2 separate regions of the Drosophila melanogaster genome follow, and region 1 is linked to region 2. The links are chromatin contacts, called in public Hi-C maps. All regions are on one chromosome and are shown on one strand. The core of a region is the stretch at or near the end of the contact, and the rest is flanking DNA. Distances in the headings are between cores, read along the strand shown. Region 1 holds the start of Mnt (Mnt,). Region 2 holds the start of lncRNA:CR44999 (long non-coding RNA:CR44999).

Region 1 (4,720 bases), core at 1,245-3,744, 300 kb before region 2:
GAAAAGAAAATTTGCTCTTCTTTGTGATATTTGTTGTATATTTTTTCTTCCCCATTTCGCATTGCAGGCGTCTCAGTTTCGCTTTTTCCGTCTTATACTCGCAGAACTCTCAAGGTCATCAGCGCATGCGAATTTTATTTTTTTGCACTCTGTTGTTGTTCTTATTTTGTTTGTTTGAGAGTGTGCGAATATTTACTGGCAAAAAAAAAAGAAATAAATTGTGGGTTTGCTGGGTACGCGAAGGGATCCCGGTGGCTGGGCGATAAAGTTGAGCGACCCTCCTTAGCAACACGTGTGGCCAGCCCTCTCTTTCTAGTCAACTATTTACGTTTCTCTCTCTCTCTCTGCATGCTTGCACTTGTGTGAACAGCACTGCATTGCACAATTGCAATAAAAACTTAAAAACAGTTGTAGGATTTTTTGACAATTATTTCTGGCTTTATAAGTTAGCTAGGAGTGCTTGGATGCAGTGGAGGATAGATACATATATACATTCATATATAGTTGCACATAGCCAGTGCAGCCTGTAACTGCAAGGTTTTCTCCACTCTATCTTCCTCCTCTCGTTCATCATTTTGCACTTTGTTTTGCCAACGTGAGCCAAGTCGCGTTGACAAAACCCAAGAAAAAAGTCGAAACACAAACAAGCAAACGCAATTGTATTTATCATTTCAGTTTTGTTTTTTATTGCATACAACTGAAGCCTCCCCCAATCAAAAGCAAGTCAATGCGAATAAATATACTTATAGATTAAGGCGTTTAACAAAATAAATAACTTCTAGATCCATTTGCAGATGTTTTTATTCGATCTTTTAAGCCCAAACATTTCAAACAATTCGGGATCACATGATATAATTCGACTTTCGCACATAAATATGTGTACAGTGATCACTCGTAAAAAGAACTCATTGATGTTATTCTATACATACATATATTATTATATTTTATGCTTATTCCATACTTTATTCTTCATACAATACAATCTGCCTACCATATAATTTATGGTAACATTGCTTTAATTATGTGTGAAGTGCATCAGAATTCGGATACAAAAATGAATTATTTCTTTAAAATCTGTATATTAATTAATAAAGAACAGAAATTTCCACAAATATGTAAATTGAATTTTCAAATTGGTTTGGTTCCCTCGTTTTGTTTAATTTCTGAAACTGACTCATGGAAGTGCAGTCTTCTGCTTCTTTCAGCTGTTGATTAGTATAAGTTCATGCTTTTGAGGTGACCTTGAAAAGTTTACTAACATCGCGTTTTCGTCGCTCGCTTTTTCCAAGCGATTATTCGGCTCTATGCATTTTTGTTGTTGCTTGTTTTTTTTGCCAACCCCCGAAACGCCACCCCCGATTATTCCTAGTATTTTCGCTGACGCAAATGAGAAAAGAGAAAGCTCTACATGTACAGTGCAGACTCCCATTGCGTTAAAGTTCATCAACGAAATCTAAATGCTCGGGATTTACACCTTTTTCTGAAAATTTATTTAGTAAAATAAATTTCACTTAATATCTGGTCTCTTTCTCTCTCTATCTCTTTATGTGAAAATCGATCGTTTAACTTATTGAGAGTTGACAGTACTTTTTTCGAGTATTTCTAGGTTATGGTCAAGGCGAAATCTAAGCAAATTTGAAGGCTACGCTCAGGTACGAAGAGCGATGAAGAGAAACGCCTCTTCTTTGTAGAATTCTACTGATAATTCGATTTTTGTTTTTGTGTTTTTTTTTTTTGCTTCTCCTTGCAAAGCTTTTTCGTTTGTTTACGCAAAAAGGAGAGAAAGAGATGGTGCAAACAAATTTCGCGGAGAGATAAAGGTGTGTTGAACTTTAGCAAAAGTACATTTCATAAATTATATTTATTTTGGTTTTTAGCTAGCTGTGAATTTGCTTTTGCGTTTTCCTCAGATGCAAGTGTGTGTGCAAATTATGTATGACCTTTTTTGTATTGTTTTTGCGACGCTTTCAAAACAAACAACTGCGCTCTCTCTCTCTCCCTCTCTCGCTCTCTTGTGTCCATTCTCAGAGTCTTTGCACGTGTATGCAGCGGTTTCTCTTCCTCTTTTCAACACGTAAGCTTGAGCAAAATACCACAATCACATAAATATATACATAGGTGCGAGTGACAGTGCCACATTAAGGGTTAAAAACTGAAAAAATTTGATTTGACCACTGACGTCAACGAAATAACATTTTCTTGCCAAACGTGATTATAAAAACATAAAACAGCAATTACTTTCCGCCGCTTCTTACCTTTTTGAGTATTAAATACATTTATAAAAGTTTCGCAGACGCCTTTAACTTGATTTTCCTTGGTAATATGCACTATTATTTTTACCGCACGAAGGACAGGAAAAAATCCTTTCACTTAACGTAAAACTTGGCGCTCGTTATGATAGTTTTACACTTTAAAAAAAAATTAGAGAAAATAGTTGACAAATTGCTGGAAGATTTGTTTTTTTTTTCTTTTTGTTTGTTGTTGTTCCTTCGGCGGTTATATTTGCAATTCGCATTGCAACGGACACAGTGTTGGTATTTCTCGTGCTGGTATTTAAATACTAGCGACAATGAGAGGTAAAATACCACATGTAATGGTCACACTTTCGCCCGCCGAATTCAAGGCAATGCAATTTTGAATTTGTTATTGATTCATTCTCAAACGAATACCAACATATATTTGAATATATTTCGATATATAAACGCTTCAATTCACTACGCTTCAATCGAAGTGTGTGGTATTTATAAAGTGCGATATTCATCACAGCTATCGCTCATCCCCAAAACACCGGTATGCAAGAATTCAGGTCACACTTGATTTTTCCGATATTCCAAAAGGTTTACCAATCTACGGCAAATCGCCGCAGAGCAAGTGCATCCGTGCTGACCAATCGACTCGGCAAGGCTTTGTGCTTAAACTGCGCCAGGATGTCGAAGTCGCCGGATGGCGGGATTTCCGAAATAGAAACGGAGGAGGAGCCGGAAAATCTGGCGAACTCCCTAGATGATTCGTGGCGTGGAGTTTCCATGGAGGCTATACATCGTAATCGGCAGCCTTTCGAATTGGAGAATTTGCCACCAGTGACTGCCGGCAATCTCCACCGGGTTATGTACCAGCTGCCAATTCGTGAAACACCGCCACGCCCCTACAAATCACCGGGAAAGTGGGACTCCGAGCATGTGCGTCTGCCCTGTGCGCCCGAGTCGAAATATCCGAGGGAGAATCCGGATGGCAGCACCACCATCGATTTTCGCTGGGAAATGATCGAACGAGCCCTTCTGCAGCCCATAAAGACGTGTGAGGAACTGCAGGCGGCGATAATATCATATAATACCACCTATAGGGATCAGTGGCACTTTCGTGCCCTTCATCAACTTCTCGACGAGGAACTGGACGAGAGCGAAACACGGGTTTTCTTCGAGGATCTATTGCCGCGCATTATCCGATTGGCATTGCGGCTACCGGACTTGATTCAATCGCCAGTTCCGCTGCTCAAGCACCACAAGAACGCCTCATTGAGCCTGAGCCAACAGCAGATCTCCTGCCTGTTGGCCAATGCCTTCCTGTGCACCTTTCCCCGGAGAAACACCCTCAAGAGGAAGTCCGAGTACAGCACTTTTCCAGACATCAACTTTAACAGGTGAGCGTCCACCAGATTCGTATATCTTCAGTCGAAGTATGTTAAATATATTCGATTCCATCAAAAGGCTTTACCAATCGACGGGACCGGCAGTTCTGGAGAAGCTTAAATGCATTATGCACTATTTTCGTCGCGTGTGTCCCACAGAGCGGGATGCCAGCAATGTGCCCACCGGTGTGGTAACCTTTGTTCGTCGGAGCGGATTGCCGGAACATCTGATCGACTGGAGCCAAAGTGCGGCGCCGTTGGGTGATGTGCCATTGCACGTGGATGCCGAGGGAACAATCGAGGATGAGGGCATTGGACTGCTGCAAGTAGACTTTGCCAACAAATATTTGGGTGGCGGTGTCTTGGGACATGGCTGCGTTCAGGAGGAGATACGCTTTGTTATCTGTCCGGAGCTATTGGTGGGTAAACTCTTTACGGAGTGTCTGCGACCATTCGAGGCCCTGGTGATGTTGGGCGCCGAAAGGTATAGTAACTATACGGGATATGCCGGAAGCTTCGAGTGGTCCGGCAACTTTGAGGATTCAACGCCAAGAGATAGCTCAGGTCGTCGACAAACGGCCATTGTGGCAATCGATGCCCTACATTTTGCCCAGTCACATCATCAATATCGCGAGGATCTCATGGAAAGGGAGCTGAACAAGGCGTACATTGGATTTGTTCACTGGATGGTGACGCCGCCACCGGGTGTGGCAACTGGTAACTGGGGTTGCGGCGCATTCGGCGGTGACTCCTATCTGAAAGCCCTGCTGCAACTTATGGTCTGCGCCCAGTTGGGCAGACCTTTGGCCTACTATACCTTTGGAAATGTGGAGTTTAGGGATGATTTTCATGAAATGTGGCTGTTGTTTCGAAATGACGGGACTACGGTGCAGCAGCTTTGGAGTATTTTAAGGTCGTACAGTAGGCTTATTAAGGAGAAGAGCTCCAAGGAGCCGCGTGAGAATAAGGCATCCAAAAAGAAGCTATATGATTTTATTAAAGAGGAACTTAAGAAGGTCAGAGATGTGCCCGGAGAGGGAGCATCCGCCGAAGCTGGAAGCTCTAGAGTAGCTGGATTAGGCGAAGGAAAAT
Region 2 (4,488 bases), core at 1,757-4,256:
CGGTGATGTGCATCATGTGCAGCATGCCGTTGCTGTTGTTCTTCAATTTGTTGTTTTTGTTGTTGCTGTTGTTGTTGTTGGTGGTGATGCTGGCATTGCTGCCGCTTTTGCTAGTGCGATGATGGCGCAGGTCAAAGTTGAGGGGTTCACCGTCATCGGAGTCACTATCAGAGCCGGTCGTCGGCGGAGAATCCACTGTGTTGCGTCCAGTGGCTATATCGATGGCCTGTTGTTGCTCGTCCAGTTGCTGTTGGTTCAACTGCTGTTGGCCACCCGTCGAATTGGAATGCTGGTTGAGCACATCGAGGACATCGTTGATCGGCGGGATGTAACGCACCGGCAACGGATCCTTGCCGGTATTCTGAAGCTCCCTGCTGATTTGCTTAATGTAGTTGACATCGCTATCATTGCCGGTCAGCGAGATATTATTGCTGCCCATCACGCAGGCACGCAAGTCGACGTTATGTCTAAACTCTGAGGCGGCCACCTCGTCGGTAAGACTGTGAGGTGTGTCTGGTCTCTGGTATTTTATGCTATCGCTGCCGCTCAATTCGCCCGATTTGCGGATAATGTCCTGGTTGTTCCGCTTGCGGAGCAAACTTCCGCCGGGCGGTATTAAATGGACCTCGTCCTGGATCTGTGACTTCTTGTCACCGCCGCTCAAACGGAGGCGCTTCTGACAGACCGTGTAGTCCAGATCTGCGAGCTCCTTCTTGATGATCACCGGCATGTTCTCGGCACTGTTGACGACATGCTGTTGATTTGACTGGGTGTTATCTGTCGTCTGCGATCGTTGATACGCGCTGTAGAGATTCGTAGAGCCGGAAACCATCGCCAGGGATACGGCACCGGTTTCGCTGTACGACGAGGCTGCACTGTTTCCGCTCTCTATTCCATTACCGTTACCGCTGGTCAAACAGCTGGACATCGCCGGCCACATGCAGTCGATGTTGCGGATCTCTGGCTTCATATCCTCCTCTAAGTCATAGTCTTGAAATACACTTTCCATGTCCTCGATCTTCTCGAGATCACTCTGAATGGTGGACGACGAAAGGAGTTTGTCCATATCGTACAGATCATTATCCATATCGAATATTGAAATATTTGAAAAAAGTTGGTCGTCCATTATGGAATACGGATCAGAGCGGTAAAGGGCCATTGCGATTATGTTGTCTGGGTTTTTTTTTCTTTCTATATATCTTAAGTTCCTGAGTTATATGCCTGTCTGAAAAATATAGATAAGGCGGAAATCGTTGTAGGTATGATTCTATATTTGAACTTAATTAAATAAATATGTCGGCAACACACTTTTTGAAAACTTCTTCAACATAAGGATTTTTGCAACATTTCAACTATAATGTAAGAGTAACTAAACTCCTAATATTATTATTGTATTAAGTCACGTTCTACTGTGCCAGATTTCACCTATAATGACGTCAGGCGATGTCGAGGGTTCAGCAAATGTTATCAAAAGCAAATTTAGCTTATAGCTTCATTTATACACTATTAACCATTTGAACCCGAAATCGTCAATCTTGGCGCTCTTGACAATAGCAAAAAAAAAAAAAAAATACATATACTAATGAAATAAACAAGGGCATAAAAGGAAAACCAAATATCAAATACCCAATTCCAGTTACTGAAAAATAAACGGTCCTTTTACCGATAAACGCAGACCTGCAAAGCTTACTGTGCTTTTCCCTTTTCGTAGAATCCGTTGCATTCCGGTAAACAAGTACGAGCAAAAACTAACAGTACATGTCTTTCGCAGAATCGAACGCAACCCGGTATATATTGAATTTCAGAATCATAGTAAAATTGGAATATCAACATTTATTAAATTATTATTTAAATCTTTTTAAATTTATTAAGCTAATTTATTTCTTTTTTAATTTATCAAGCTAATTTATTTCTTTTTTAATTTATCAAGCTAATTTATTTCTTTTTTTAATTAATTGATTTATTTCTCCTTTAAAAAGTTTAATACTTTCGTAAAAATTTTGGGACCATTTTATTTAATTACTTTGGAGCCCCAGAGTTCTGGAATTTTCGAACATTACCAACTCGTTTCAACGCCATCAAAGCGTTTTTAATACTTGCCAGCATTAAGAAGAATTTCACAAAACAATAAAGAACTTTGTAGAATTTTGTTTTGCAAAATTCGTCCACTTCCACTTTTCTATTGTCTCACTTTTTGTTCTTAATTTCTTGTAAGCACTTGATTCTTAACATTCCTTCTGAGTTCCTAGAATCCGTTATTTCGTATCGATTTGTGCGGCCATGATCACTGATTTGTCATTGTGTGTGAGAGCACCGTTAAAAGTTAAGCTATTTCACCTTTCCCAGAAATTCTATTTTGAATTCCCCGTAGTGGCGCGATTTTTGAAGTCGTTGCGTTCCGATAAATAATATATATTATATATATATATCTTTGCACTCACCTCGCTGAACATAGTTTCCGTATCCGTCTCTATTTAATTGATTGTAATCCAATTTAGTTAGCTTCCTTTGCTTTCCAGTCGCTTTCGGCTATATCTATTTCTATCCCGTTCCCGTGCCGCCAGCAAGTTGGGCACTTTTTTTTTTGCGTCAAAGAAGGGGAAAGACGGAGAAAAAACACCAAAAAAAGGGACACAAAAAAAAATTCTTCCCGTTTATTTTGCACTAGCTGATTTTTTTTAAAAAATCTTTTTTTAATTCTAGTTTTTCACAAGTTTTTGTTTCTGCTTTGGAGAAGATTTTTTTTTATGTATTTGCGCGGTTTTAAGTCGGCTCTTAGGTTATTTCTGGGATTTAGCACTTTTGTAACTTGGCTGTGACAGTTGTTAGTAGTAGTTGTATATTTTAAAACGTGTTGCTTCAGGTTTTACTACAGAACTATTTATATAGCGTTTGGTTTTTTTTTTTTGTATCGGGCGGAAAACAGGCAAAAATCCAATCCACAAAGCGATTCTCTGAATTACCCGCGGTGAACTGAACACGCGACGCCACAGAAATAGTGCCCGTTTCATGTTGTCTGTGGCTTAAATAAAATTTCTATCGTACCAGACTGCCGCGCTCTCTGCGCTCTCACTGCGCATGCTCACTGCTGCTCTCTTTGCTGGAATTCGCTTTAAGTGGTGAGAATAGGAGCTTCAACAAAAATCTTCTTTGACATTTGGATCACATTTAGATCACATTTGGATTCATCACGATTTGTTAATACTCGAAGGTTTTCAAATAGTACGCAATGCATTTAAAATGATCAATGTTTCTTTGCCTCTCCCGCACACTGGTTCACATAACAGCATCAGTTTGCCGGTATTTTTTTTTTGAGTGAAAGAGAGTGAGATTTTTGAGTGGTGTTTACAATAATTGAGCGCAAACAAAATTGAGACAAATCGCAAATTGCTCCGTAAATAAAAACATAAACAATTAACTTGAACTGGCTCAAAATGTTTTTGTGAAATAAATGCAATACGAAAATGTGTAGTTGACTGGAAATCAAAACAAAATTTTATTCATTTCCTTAATTTACTTACGGTATGTATATTAAAATATAGAAATTAAATTTATAAATATACGCATTTATTTATGTTAATGTTAATCGACATAAAACTACAGGTTTCAATTGCTTTTCTGTGGCATTATTTGGGATTCTTCATTGCCGCATAAATGTTTCCTATTTTTAAATCGATTTATTTTAAGCTCTATTCCTTTTTGCGTAGAAGTTGCGAGAAGTTGTTCATTCCCTCTTGCTTTGGCGCCTTACATTTCTTTCGTATTTCCTTCTTGCCCTTTCCTTTATCTATGCATGCATTTACCGTACTTTTTTTTATGTGCGTGTGTGCCTTTGTCACCTCTTTGTCTGCCACGCAACTTCATTTTCCGTTTTGTCAAGTTGATTGAACTTGTGAACTTTGTAAACAATGCAGAATTCATTTAACAATAATAGAAAAGTTAGGCCGCATGGTAGAAACAAAAGAAGAGCCAAACATTTTGTTAACGAATTAAACGATGCCAAGGAAATGTAAAAAGAAAGGGAAAAGAATAGAAACCAGCCAAAAATATTACAACTTTGGAAAGAAGAAGTTGTGGAAGAAGTAGAAAAGGGTAATAAGGTAAAGGCGGATAGGAAGCAAGGGGACCTTGAATGAAAAATAGAATATAACATGCACAAGCATACGTCTCTACATACATACATACATATGTATGTATGCACATTCCAACAAACTTCTTAATAACTGTTTGTAAAATACAATGTACATAGTATGTGTACTACATACAAATAATGATTTGTGCATGTGTACATATGTTTATCGCACAAATATGTACATATGTACACATATATCAACCTTTAAAAATCGACTTGAAAGGACCTGCATTTTGAATTTTGCCCCTTTTAGAGAGTATTAAATCATCAGGTGGTTCCGACGCAAAGTTCCTCCCGCTTTCTACACCCCGTCGATTTTGTTACGTTTCGCTTTGATTTTCATTTCCACAACTTTT

Evidence for each region. A called contact is a pair of places that touch in the nucleus more often than the background predicts.
Region 1: a Hi-C map of the Kc167 cell line shows a contact between it and region 2, with 4 times the contacts expected there. The contact joins the promoter of Mnt here to the promoter of lncRNA:CR44999 in region 2. A contact is called at or near these places in 14 of 107 Hi-C or Micro-C datasets (the Clone 8 cell line, the D17-c3 cell line, the Kc167 cell line and 7 more) and 2 of 6 datasets of contacts at active chromatin or transcription factors (both in the Kc167 cell line).

What each region holds. Positions count from the first base shown.
Region 1 is chrX:3,669,575-3,674,294 of dm6, reverse strand. Mnt (Mnt,) reads right to left here and starts at 2,494. Exons shown (of 9, transcript NM_001169180.1): 1 at 2,256-2,494. Parg (Poly(ADP-ribose) glycohydrolase) reads left to right here and starts at 2,793. Exons shown (of 2, transcript NM_057973.4): 1 at 2,793-3,640; 2 at 3,708-4,720. The coding sequence starts at 2,928.
Region 2 is chrX:3,371,677-3,376,164 of dm6, reverse strand. It overlaps lncRNA:CR44999 (long non-coding RNA:CR44999), which reads right to left and starts at 3,006. Exons shown (of 4, transcript NR_123782.1): 1 at 2,442-3,006; 2 at 1-1,225. Myc (Myc,) reads right to left here and starts at 3,006. Exons shown (of 3, transcript NM_001272275.1): 1 at 2,442-3,006; 2 at 1-1,221. The coding sequence starts at 1,159.